2 separate regions of the Mus musculus genome follow, and region 2 is linked to region 1. Evidence: chromatin contacts called from public promoter capture Hi-C data. All regions are on one chromosome and are shown on one strand. Each heading gives the region's core, a stretch centred on a gene start, on an enhancer-like site or on the middle of the called end of the contact. The rest is flanking DNA. Distances are from core to core; before and after follow the strand shown.

Evidence for each region. Promoter capture Hi-C pulls out the DNA fragments that hold promoters and counts their contacts.
Region 2: a promoter capture Hi-C map of second pharyngeal arch cranial neural crest shows a contact between it and region 1. The contact joins the enhancer-like site here to the promoter of Cpne3 in region 1. A contact is called at or near these places in 17 of 39 promoter capture datasets (the C10 cell line, the HPC-7 cell line, cranial neural crest and 8 more), 1 of 15 datasets of contacts at CTCF or cohesin (embryonic stem cells), 20 of 484 Hi-C or Micro-C datasets (B cells, the C10 cell line, the C3H10T1/2 cell line and 16 more), 29 of 115 datasets of contacts at active chromatin or transcription factors (CD8 T cells, the SCID.adh cell line, Th17 cells and 17 more) and 4 of 9 other capture datasets (adipose tissue, bone marrow-derived macrophages, embryonic stem cells and 1 more).

What each region holds. Positions count from the first base shown.
Region 1 is chr4:19,566,306-19,572,867 of GRCm38.p6, reverse strand. It overlaps Cpne3 (copine III), which reads left to right and starts at 2,760. Exons shown (of 16, transcript NM_027769.3): 1 at 2,760-2,867.
Region 2 is chr4:19,902,722-19,909,233 of GRCm38.p6, reverse strand. The region is part of intron 2 of Atp6v0d2 (ATPase, H+ transporting, lysosomal V0 subunit D2); the gene reads left to right. Among named protein-coding and RNA genes, the nearest start is that of Atp6v0d2, 17 kb to the left of the region's middle. Within about 2 kb of position 1,378, at least 2 of the 459 cell types and tissues checked have an H3K27ac peak or open chromatin away from gene starts, as enhancers often do. A contact at or near this core is called in second pharyngeal arch cranial neural crest, where this site is marked.

The sequences.
Region 1 (6,562 bases), core at 1,511-4,010:
TCCTCATATGAGTTCATATTTCTTACCTGGCTCATTTCAATTTATCTTTCCATTATCAGTGTGTCACTTCCTCAAAGAAACTTCTCCTTATTCCTCCTAAATATATTTCCATTTATTAATTCATAATTTGACTTTTGCAATGGTTTGGACTATATTTTGGAGGAACTAGTAACATATGCCTTCATTATGCTATAATCTCAATGACTGATTTTTTTCAATTATACTAGGGTTAAATTTTTTTATACTTTTTCCATTCATTCAATAAATGTGTATTGTGTATATGTAATGGTAGATCTCAAACCCTAGACAAATGGCTAACTGAGATGCCCATTTAACATATCAGAGCAGATGCTGGTAGCCAGGTTCTCAGCAACTACCTATTACAGGCCATCCTGGCTGGCATACCCTCCCCCCTACCCTACTATGCATCCTACTATGCTCTCCCTCATAGTTACAGTGGGCCTTCTCCACTCACACCTAGCAGCACCATGCCCCCTCCCTTTTTTAAATATAATATACCTTCTACCTTCTAGTAATCAGAAAAGTAGAAACACTTGTAAGATACTTAAGTATATGTACTGATAGATGGTGCAAAATGCCAGCTAGGAAGGTGAAGGAGAAAGGGCTACAGATGTATTTCTGTAAATGTTTGCAATTCTATTTTAATTTTCCCCCCTTTCAATGTCCAGTACTGAACACAGAGCCTTGTTTGTGCTAGGCATTTAGTACTTTATAACTGAACTATGACCTCAGCCAAACATTGCAATCCTAACCTGGATAATGGCCAGAGAAGGCTTCACTCAGAACTTTTGAGTTAATACCCAAAGAAGCGAGTCATGAGGGGTGTTAGGGACACAGCATTTTGTGTAGAGTAAAATAAACATGCAAATTTTTGCTCTGGAAAAGTAGATGGAAATCTATGACCATTAGGGAAGAGGAAGTAAAAGGTAAGGGACAATGATAAGTTAGGTGGCTAGCAGTGCAGTTTCTCTTCCCACTGTAAGGATTTTGAATGTTTGCTTTATATGACTAGGTCATATCTAATTTACATCTTATTTTGGATCCTTCTATGTCCAAAGTAGACTAAAGGTGAGCATGGTTGACCTACGAGAGGCAATCTCTTGAAGGAAACAAACTCACTTTCTCCCAGCAGTTTTCAGTTGCTACTACATTACTAATATACAGCTAAGAGTGAGACTTTATACCTATTGCCCCTCTCCATGCTGAGAATTTGTCCAACCTGAGCTTTTGCAGGTCATTCCAGGCTGTCAAAGTTGCAGTGAGCTCACATTTAAAACTGCCCAGAAGACTCTAGCTCTTACATTCTTTGCTTTCTGTCTTCTTTAATGATCACTGCTGGGTCTTGGAAGGAGGGGGCATGATGCAACTATCCCATTTAGGGGTATGCTTTCCTTAGTCTCACCCTCTGTGCCTTGGACATTTGCGGGACTCTGTTCACCACGGCTGCAAACAGAAGCTGCTCTGATGAGAGCGGAGAGGTGCATTAATCTATGAGTTTAACGAAAAGCCATTAGGAGCTGACTTGATACTCTGTCCATTGAGCAGAATATTTATAGTAGATTCTCCCCTGGGTCTGTGACCTGCCTAGCTGTTGTTTTTGCCTCGATAATAGTGCCAGGTATGGATTTCATTTTGTGGAGTGGAGTGGAACTTAAATCCAATCAGAAAGTGGTGAGTTATTTCCATGATATTCCTGCCACTATTGCACAAAGGGCATGTCTTTCCAGGCTGCTCATCACTGGCGCTCTAGGGTTCACTGCTGGGTAAGACTGAGATGACCTTTCTCCTCTGGAAGCTTACATATCACATTCCATTCTTTAGTCCTTTCTATTGAGTGTCCCCCCCCCCCCCCGCCTTTTTCCCCTCACCAATGTAAGTGAAGTAACTTTTGTAATACTGTTCGTTTGTCTTTGTTGATTTTTATCCCATTTTTTTCCAGCAGATATTTTAAATTTTCATTCAATAGAAGGATGTGACTTTGAGTACCCATCACCATAGGCATTTTGAGATTAGCATAATCTGATGACTTTAGGCAAATTGAACAACTGTTTACCTACCACATTTCACAGTATTTTCTTGCACCATTCTTATGAAAAGGCACGTGGCGCTAAACACATAACAAAGCTTTTGTGACGACCAAATAAAATAAATATATATTAAATAAAATAAGCATGTAAAATTACTCTGGGAAGGTGTACGCTCTACAGAAGGATGCTTAAGAGCTGGCATTTCACACTATTTCCTTGTCCAGATCTGTTTTCTTTCTTTATTTTTTTAAGGTTTATTTGTTTTGCTTTGCATGTATGAATGTTTTGCTTGCATGTTTGTACACACACACACACACACACACACACACACACACACACACATACACACACACCTGCCTGCTGCCTTGGGGAGATCAGAAGAGAATGCCAGATCCTCTGGAATGTGCTAGATGTTTGTGAGCTACAAACCGGGAACTCTGCAAGAGCAACAAGTGCTCTTCACTTCCGAGCCCCCCCCCCCTCCCCCCCAGACCAGATCAGATATTTTACTGCCTAAAGTCAATTACGGGTTTTGTAAGAATTCTTTAAAAGGTCAGCGGGTTGAGGCGCAGCAAAGAAAACTGGGAGTGAAAATGGGTTGAAATGGGTTGGGCAGCAAGCTCCCTATCAAAAGCAAAACTTCACCTTGGTCCCGCCCACAAGCTCCGCCCTCGCCCCTCCGCTCCGGGACTCCGCCCACGAGCCCCGCCCCTCCGCGGTCCAGCCCTCAGGTTCCAGTAAAGCCCCTGCGGTCCTGCCGCCTTGCGGTGCTCCTCGCTGGCTCTCCACCCTCACTCGACTTCTGCGGCGATATAGCACGTGAGTGCGTGACTTTTCCCAGCTCCGGAGCCGTGTGTCCCAGCCCAAGCCTGCAGCCTCCCGGGAAGCGGGCCGGTCCCGGGCGGGAAGACTTAGGGCCCTCAGGCTTCCATGGCCCGTCCCTCCGGGCCCCGGGCGCTGGAAGTGCTCCGTGGGTTTCCGGTGCCCACTCTGGGGACTCCCGAGTGTCGCGTGCTGGGTCCGCGGCCCGTGGAAGTCCGGGGCTGGGGGTCAGCCTGGGGGCCGCGAGCGCCTCCTGGGCCTGCGGCTCGCGCACCTGAAGAACCCTGCCGGGGATCCGCGGGCCTCGAGTGGAAGGGCAGGGTGGGGCGAAGGGTTACAGCCCCGAAATCTCGGTCCCGCTCAGCGGGGAAAGATTGGTGAACCAGACGAACCGGTCGTGTGGGGGAACGGTGGAGGAAAGGCTGCGTGCTGAGGGAAAAGGTGCTACTGAATTCGGTGCAAAGCTGGGCCTGGGTGAAGTCCTAGCAAGCTCCTGCACCTGTGTCCAGGGCTTTGGGCTCACTGCACACGCGACGCGAAGGAAGGGCAGTGCCACTTACTTGTTTTGCAGTCAGAAACTTGAGAGCATAGTGACCGTTAGTGTTGGCGCTAATGCACTTGACTGCGATCAGCTTTTGTTTCTTTCTGTTGTGTTTGTGGCCGCCAATAATCAGAGGGTGAAGTAGGATTAAAATAACCAGTGGTTTGCAGTGACCCACAACCTCTGTGTTAAGACCATTTTTATATATAGTTAGCTCACAACAAGCATAAATGCGACTATTATCTTTTTCACTCCTCAGGAAACTGGAATTAATTTATGAAACTTGGCACCTCTGAAAGTGGTAGCATTAGGTTTCGATTGTGGTCTGTACTTTTTTTTTAATACTTTACGATTTACAAAAGTAAGTGAATCTTATTTCACAAGAAAGGCAGTGACTATCTGTCTAGTTTCAAGTATGTTCTGAGGTTTTGTTATCTGTCTAACCTTTGGGTGGGATGCCCAACCCTTTATGGTGTGTTTCTACATTTGTAAAATGGATATAGCACTGATGTGTCAGAGTGGTGAGGGCTAAATAAAATGTTTGTAGATCACTCATCGAAGTGTCTGATACATAAATAACGATAAGATAAATGATGATGGTAGTTGTAGTGACAACAGTGGATTCTCAGAATCTATCTGCTTTTCAACACTCCCCCTCACCCTGCCCCCTCTGTTTTGAGAATATTTTTTAAAAGGCGGCCCCTTTTGGCTGATGAGTTGAAAAATGCACCCCACTCGAGCCTGAAAATCTAGTGCCTCATCTCCAAGATTGGACCATGCAGAAGCTCTCTTAATGAGACAAAACTGAATTTCTGGTTTTTAGATTAAAACACGCCTGGCACAGGAAGGGAAGGAAGTACTGTCTTTCAGAATCTCTTCTCTGATCTATCCCCTAAAGCTGACGTCTAGAATTGGGGGAGCAAAATTATTCATTGCCTCCAAAGGCATGTTGATAATTGGACATCTCTTTTAATTTTACTTGAACATTTATAAACAGTGATCTATAAAATAAAGCCTTAATTCCAGCACTCAGGAGGCAGGGTCAGGTAGGTCTCTAAGTTTGAGGCCAATCTGATATGTAGAGGGAATTCCAGGACAACTAGTGCTATATACAGAAACTCTGTTGGAAACCAAAAACAAACAAACAAACAAACAAAGGAAATTAAGATATTTTATGGGGCTGGTGACCGTGGTTGGTGTAAGGGAACTTGTCTATCAAGCTGATGACCTTGGGCTTAGTCCTGCAACACTGAAATAAACAAATAATTAATTAAAATATTTCTTAGCATTCTTTACAGTGACATTTCTTCTGCACCTGCATCTGCTCAAGCACTCAGCTCATATTGTCTCTGTGCTCTCTCATCTCTTCTTATGCCTTGGTTCGTGGGGTTTTCTTTCTTGCTGTCTTTTGGTGCTGTCCTCAGATTCCATTTATAGTTGTTAAACTACCTCTTTTCCAAAAATTTCTTTCACTAACGGTGAAAGATAAGTTAAGAAAGATAATGTTGGATGTGAAAAATGATTTCATGACATTTTGACCTTTAAATATTCAAAATGAGGCACAATTCTTTGTCAAAGTTTGATCTTGCTGGTGGATCTTTTAGAAAGAATCAATACCACTTCCATTAGTTCTCAGCCTCTTGAGGAATCCATTACACTGTTAGGTCCTTTCTGAGGCCTTTATGTTACAGTCTAACTTCCTTCTAAAGTGGTTTTGTTTTGTTTTAATGTTCTTGATTTGTTTTGTAGATACTGCTGCCTAGGTTAAAGTGTAAATGAACCAGGTAGAAGACCTCTAGAAGATTTGTTAAAAGAGTCGCCAAGAAAGAACTTAAATGACCACTTATCATAAACTTTTTAACATTAAGTTTCATACTGATAAAGAAGGGAACTTATATACACATTTTGATAACATTCTGATAACAAAATTTAAACCATAGCGTAGCTATGTTATACTACACTGGCTTAAATGTATTTGAAAAAGGCTGGGAATAGGGTACAGAGATTTTTTTTTGGAGAGGCTTTTCATTCTCATAAAGAGAATAAAATATAACAGCTCAGCTAAAAGGAATCATAACCCTTAAAAAGACATGAAAATTAACAGTACTACGATCATACCAATTTCTATTAGATAGAACATGAATACAATTTCTCTATGAGAAGGAAATATTACACAGTTTAGTAAAACCACTATCTTATGAAATGGATATATTATGTCTATTTCCTGTAAAAATTACCAAAGCAACAATGTGGATAGTGTGGTTTATAGTGTCATCATATTAACTTGTTTTCTGTTTTTTCTTTTATTTTTTTCTTACTTATTTGAGACAAGATTTTTCTGTGTAGCCCTAGCTATCCTCTGCCTCCCCTAAGTGTTGGAATTAAAGCTGTGTGCCTCCGCTGTCCAGCCTCCCCCTTCCTCTCTTTCACTTCTCTCCTCTCCCCTCTCCCCAGTTCCTCCCCCCCCCACCTTCCCCTCTCTTTCCTTTTTCATATAGACTCTTGTGTAGTCTGGGGGAAACATCCAGACTTGCTGTAAAGGCAAGGATTGCATTCACCTCCTCCCTCTGCCTCTCAAGTGCTGGCATTATCAGTATGTGTAACCACACCCAGGTACTTAAAGGGCTGAAGTTTTCCTTTTACAGTTCCTCTAAACATTGAGATGATATTACAGTAAAATTCCTATTTGCAAATGTGAGAAGGAGTGGCAATTTATTTCCATCTAGATAGGGATTTTTTTTTTTTTTCAAACAAGACTTTCTCTGTGTAGTCCCAGGAACTCTGTAGACCGGGCTGCCCTCAAACTCCTGTGAGGAGTCCTGAGAGATCGTCTTGCCTATGCCTCCTGAGTGCTGGGATTGAAGGCTTGTGCCACCACCACCTGGCTTGGGATCATATGTTTTAAAAAGAAGTGAAAATCTAAACAAATGTTTCCTGGTGGTATTGTTAAAAGAAATTGTTGCAATTCCTAAAAGTGCGGAACACCTACAGTGTTTCTCTTCTGCTCTGCTTGTCTCCTCAGCCTTGCTTATGATGGGAGGTGCTGTTAAGTCTACTCCGTTTGTTCACCTTTCTATCCTGTAGTCACATTCACGTGAGAGTTTCCTTATGTCAGTGTTGTTCCCCAGCAGCTCAGAAGAGTGCCTGACAC
Region 2 (6,512 bases), core at 129-2,628, 340 kb before region 1:
GAGGAGGTGAAAGGAAGATGGAACAGAACTACATGGCCCAGAGAAGGCACAAGTAGCAATGGATCTCATAGCTGGGTGATAGAATAGTGTAGTGGTAAACCTGAAATCTAGGTGTTCAACTCATAAATATTGTAACTGAGTTGTGTGGTTTTTGCACGGGCTTATTGGGGTTGGAGATTTACTGCAATGGCACCTGACTTTGGATTGAAGAGAAAATGTGTCAGAAAGACTTCTCACATTATATGAGATATGTATTTGAATCTAAAAAATGGCAACTTGAAAATACCCCTCAGAAATAGGACTACATCCGAAGCTTAGTATGAGCAAATCAATGTGAACTTTCTGCCATTGGTCCTAGACAAGACCAGAAATAAAGGAAGGCTCAGCTCTTGGAGATTTTCTACTGTATTGTGATATTGAAGGATCAACTACACTACATGAATAATATTGTCAAGAAAAAAAATATGGCTGAGTTGGTTGTGCAGTAGGAGAGTACTCTTTAACCTGGGAAACGCCCTGGGCTCTATGACCCACATTTCATAAAAGGAGGAAGAAAGAGGGAGGGAGAGGGAGAGAGATGAAGAAGAGAGGAGGAGAATGAAAAAATCCAGAGGCATAATTATAACTTTCTTGGAATTCAGAAAAACATAAAAATTGCCCTATTCTAATATCCCTTTAATCCCCACCCAGTTCTTCTCTCTAGTGTAACCACTTCTTAATTTCTTATGTGTTTTTTCATAAAAATATTTACAAGCAAGTGTGTCTAATAACACATGCCCTAACCATCCCTCCATATTTCAGATGTATACAGACAGCATCTTTCCTTCTGGGTCTCTCTCTCTCTCTGTCTCTCCTCTCCTCTTCCTCTTTTCTCCTTCTTCTTCTTCTTCTTCTTCTTCTTCTTCTTCTTCTTCTTCTTCTTCTTCTTCTTCTTCTTCTTCTTCTTCTTCTTCTTCTTCTCCTCTCTCTCTCTCTCTCTCTTTCTCTCTTTCTCTCTCTCTCTCTCTCTCTCTCTCTCTCTCTCTCTCTCTCTCTCTCTCTCTCTCTCTCTCTCCTCTCAATGTTTCTTACTGATATCCCTGTGAACACCATTCTCCTTAAAGAACCATGTAATTCTGTGTTTTAAATTTGCCACAACTTCATTTACTAGTCATCTCTCCACAACCAGCTAAATTATTTTCACCTCTTTCCATGGCAAAAATAAGTTGCAATTAGCTAATTTCTGTGAAGGTCTTTCTTTTAGGTGATCTTCAGGATCAAATCCCAAGGCCTTATATTTGCAAGGAAAGGTAATTGCTCTGTTAATGAGCCATATCCCCAGTCCTCAAGGTGCATCTGGAATTGATTTCCAAGTTCAGTTTGCAGCATTGGAAATGCTGAGTCAAGAAAATGTGATTTTCTTGCTTTGTTTTGTGACACAGGCTCCTTGTATCTAAAACAGGTAGCCTCAGACTCGCTGTATAGCTCAAGCTTCCTTGAGCACACAATGCCCTGGCTTCAGGTTAGGAATGTGCATCTTTAACTGTGGTAAATATTGCTAAACTATTCACAGCAAAAATAGCACCATTTTAACCTTCAAAACAGTACATAAGGAGGCTTGCATTCCTACATAATTGCAAGCATTTGGTGTTGTTTTTTAATTTCCCACTCTGATAGATTAAAAACTAGCAACTTCTCCTTTTGATTTTCATTTATGAGTAAAACTGATTACTTGATATTTATTTGTTGCTAGACTTAATTCTTTACCTATTTTGTTAGAGTTTATAGAACACTTTAATTGATATGTATTCTTTGTAAATTCATATACTAGTCTTAGTAATAATAGATTGCAAAACTATTTTCTTGGTTTGTTGCAATTTATTATAGTACTATTGTATGCTTTGGTGCTAAATATCAAGTTCAGGATCTCACACATATTAGACAAGTGCTTTACCACTGAGAACATCCCCGACCCAATGATCTTTATTTTTATATTTATTTATGGTGTGTGTGTGTGTGTGTGTGTGTGTGTGTGGAACATTTTATGAGATTGGTTGGTCGGGTTGGTTTTTTGAAACAAGGTCTCATGTAGCACATCTGGCATAGAGCTCAGTATGTATTCAAAGACAACCTTGAACTCCTAATCCGCCTGTCTCCACCTTCCAATTGCTTGTATTACAGGCACGTACCAGCATGTGTTGCCTTGTTTTGGGTTTTTTTGTTGTGTTGTGTTTTGTTTTTCTTGAGATGCTCTCACACTGTAGCTCAAGATGGCCTTGACTTTGTGTTCTTCCTTACTGTACCTCTGAATGGTAGGATTACAGACCTTTGGCACTGTAGTCACACCCAGCTCTGTAGGACTCTTTCTAAGAAATGAAAGGAAAAGAAAACCTCTATCCCAAGCACGTGGTTCCACCATTTCACTTTTTATTTTCACACAGAGGCCCACTAATGGCCAGGCTTATCTAACCCCCTGGCTGATTCAGAATTTAAAGACCTCCCAAGGATCTGGGATTACAGGAATGTAGGATTGAACTAAGTCCACCGTTATGCTAGGCAAGAACTCTACCACTGAACCAACCCATAGGTAGGTAGGTAGGTAGGTAGGTAGGTAGGTAGATATAGATATAGATATAGATATAGATATAGATATAGATATAGATATAGATATAGATATACATATACATATACATATACATATACATATACATATACATATACATATACATATACATATACATATACATATATAGATAGATAGATATAAAAACTAGGTCAAACATGTAGCTCAGACTATACTAGATACGCAGCCCAAAGTAACTCTGATCTCTTAATTCACCTGCCTCAGCTTCCTGAGTGCTAACATTGAAGATGTGACCACTGTATCTGCCTTCCACAGAGCCATCTGTGTTTTGCTCCCCCCCCACCCTCACCTCATCCTGTGGCATGTCAGTTCTGGCAGAAGCTAGCCACTTTCTGCAGAGCTTAGAGATTAATTTCAATAACCAACTGTGTACAAATGGGGAATGTTGTCCCAAGAGTTCTGAAAATTTTTTCTTATACTCCTTCCAAAATATTTTGTGAATTCAAGTGCCTATCTAGCCTCCATGCACCTCCAACAATCAGAATTCTATCTTGCACTAGCAGGAAATATCTTGAGGCAACACTATAGCACTGTCAAAGTCAACCCTAAGAGAGACAGTCTAAATTTAAATTGATTATCTTAAGCTTTGCACATTTTATATGAGATAATTACTGTACATGAGAAACTTATTTTGAAAATGTGGAGCAGATATTTTTAAATCCTTCATAGCAAGAATATCTAAAGGTTCTTCATACTATAATTATGCACAGTTTATGAAACAAAGGAACAGATCCAACAGCGCATTACTGAAGACTGTTTAATACAGGCTGACATTGTTTTATTTTTCTTCCTTCCTACCCAGTACTTTCCAGAAGCGTTTCAACTGCTCATTTCTTTTGGAGCCATTTTTAAAAAAATAATCTCTCAAAAATTCAAAGTATCCTGCTACCAAGTCGTCAAAAAATTTTAATACAGTGACCAGAAAATTAAACCCTTTAGGTCCTGTGCAGTAGGCTTGACCTCCACCAAGTGCAGATTAAAAATATTCTGATAAACACTATACCTACCATACTAAACATCTACAGACTTTTGCTGTTACTGCAGCTTTAAATAACAGCTATTTATATAGCATTATATTATATCAGCTGATAGAAGTGATCTAGAATTTACAATAAAGTCATGAGACTATTCATGCAGGGTACATACAAATACTACCCCATTTTACCTGCTTAAACATCTGGAAATTTGGGACATGGAGCGGGTGGTTCTGGAATGATGCTTACCATGGGCACGAGGATAAATGAAATGGGAAATCTTGGATATTTAGGTGAAAGAGACTGAGAATTTCAGGTTAATCTGGAGAGATCTTTAAAGATTCCTTTATAAGTGATAATCAAAGTCTTGACTACCCCAGCAGTGGCCTACAGATCATCTGCAGGCTTTGCCCTGTGCTGTATGTCCAGGTTCTACAGACTCCAGCCTTGCAATTCTAAAGTCAGGCAAGCCCTTAGCAGTCTAGACAGGCAATGAATACCTTAAGTCAGGTCCACTAAGAACTCCTATCTGAATAAAGCAAGCAAATGTGTCCCTGAATGGTGAAAAGCCAAGGTAGGATAAGGCAACAACTGTCACAGACCAGAGCGTTCAGTCAGTCAGGGGTGCTTATAGGCTTGGAGCAATAGCTCTGACAATCTGCAGAGAAGGCAGAATATAACCAACAACTACAATGTGCCTGCAATGAGGGAATAACTGAGACATGGAAAGAGTGCTTAGAAATAGGAACTCATTTCTTATGGATCTGGACCCAGACATAAAAAGAGGATGAGGGGCTGGAAGAGGAAAAAAGAGTGGCTTTTGATCAGGGCTTTGCTCCAAGTAAAAGCCAGAAAAGGAGGTCTTTCACAGAGATGCTCATGTCCATGTACTTCTTGTGTGCCAAGCTGTACCCCTCACTTGATGGTCACCACGCTATATGACAAGGTGTATTTTCCTGCTGTGAGAACATAAGACAGAACGATTGAAGGCTCCCGCCACAGCTGGCTGAATAGCTAAACAGTTTAAAGTCTGTAAGTACGCTCTCTTCTCATCTGGCTAGTGGGGAGTCCTCAGGACTGTTGCCCACAGGGCTCCTTCAATAACTGCCACTGCTGCTATCATACCTGTTCACTGGGGCACTGACAAATCATTCGCCGCCCAAGTCTACGTGGCTGGAAACTTAAGCACATGTACTGTGCTCCGAGCAGCCATAGTCTACATATGCCACATCTCTGATTATTTATTTATTGGCTTTTACCTGTTCATTCTTCCTACTTTGCAGAGGAGAATGATGGGAGATATTGTAAAAGATGTGTTCAGGAGATGAGAATTAAAGCATAAAAGATTTGGGGAATTTTTTTAAATTTGTACTGGAAATCTTTACAGCCAAGATAGGAAAGAGTGGATGGTGGCTAAACATTTTCAGAAGTTGCATTTCTTTGAATTTAGTAACTGATTTATGACTGAGGAAAAGCAGGCAGCAGTGTTTCCTCTTGCAGTCTAAGCAAGAGGAAGGAATAACTTATAAGAATGTAATTCTTATTCGTATATTTTTAAAAAACCTGAAAGTTCAATGTGAATTGAAGTATATAATGTAAATAAGTTACCATTTATCTCACCATTACCTGACATCTTTCTACATTCTCTTTCTATTCATTTTTAAAGAACTAAAACCACTGTTCATTTAGAATATTAGCTTTTCTACAATCACTGTCAATTTTTTCCAGTATAAATAATGTTCTAACATATTTGTAAATGCCTGTAGAGCCTTCTCTCTGGTTCCAGACAAGTTAGCTATGTTAAACTTTGTGTTCCCCTTTCTCCAAACTCTGCTTTGTATGTTCGTAGGTATTATGCTCTTGTTATCACACTCAAACTTACAATAATATTTTGAGGTTGACTGACAATATTGGCAATTAATCTTGACTATCAGATTGGATTGAAAGATGCCAAGAGATAAGTCAAGCATACCTGAAGATGTGTCTGAAAGATTTTTTTTCATCAATGTCCAGAACTTAGGCGCTCTGATCTAATCAACAGTTCAATTCAGGAACGGATTAATATTTTGAAATGGGAGGCATGTCTCTAAGGACTTGCCTTTCCTGGCCCCTTCCTGCCTTTACAATGTCAAGGCTGTCAGTGGACTGATCAGATGAATGTCATTCAGGTACAGGTAGACGACGTTTACTTCTGTTGAGCCTTTCGCAGCTCACAAAGGGTTTGAGAAGTTTGGGTTGAGCCTGTGTGAACAACTGTATCTGATCCAGCTCCTAAGCTAGTGTGAGTGGAAAAGCTCTCATCTGCCAGTGCCTTCCCATCATGGAGGGGGGAGTCCTCTGAACTGGAGAGTTAGCCAGTCTTCCTCTTGGGTTGCTTATGTCAGACTCTGCCTAGGTGTTGCAAAGTTCCTTCCTCAACAGCATACTTCACTCCTGATTCTGAGTTTACAGCCAGAAAAGTCCTTCCAACGTCTTACAGATGCCTCTGCTTCAAAGGTGTTACTGTCTCCAGTAATCCCCTGGGAAGCAGGGATGTGGCTAAACGCTGTCAGCTGCAGATGCTGATAAGATCCTATCACTTCAAGTTCCCCGGCCATTCAAGAACTGAAAACCACCAGTGCTATTCTGCGAATCAAAGTCTGATCTGCCCGAACTGTGCAATATTTGTTTGATCATCATAATACATGTATTAAACATTCAGTGAATGTTTACAGTAGATTCTAAGATTAGAATTGTTTTCTAACTGTGGAAGAATTATTTAAGGTGCAGATTCCAAGACTGTATTTCCAAAAAGAGATATGGTTTAGTGGCTCCTGAAGCATGTCTATAAATCTGCAATTTGTTTAATTAACCTTGCAGGTGAACCTGTCACAAGATGAAAAATTCTCACAACCCAGTGTTCTCCAACATGATTC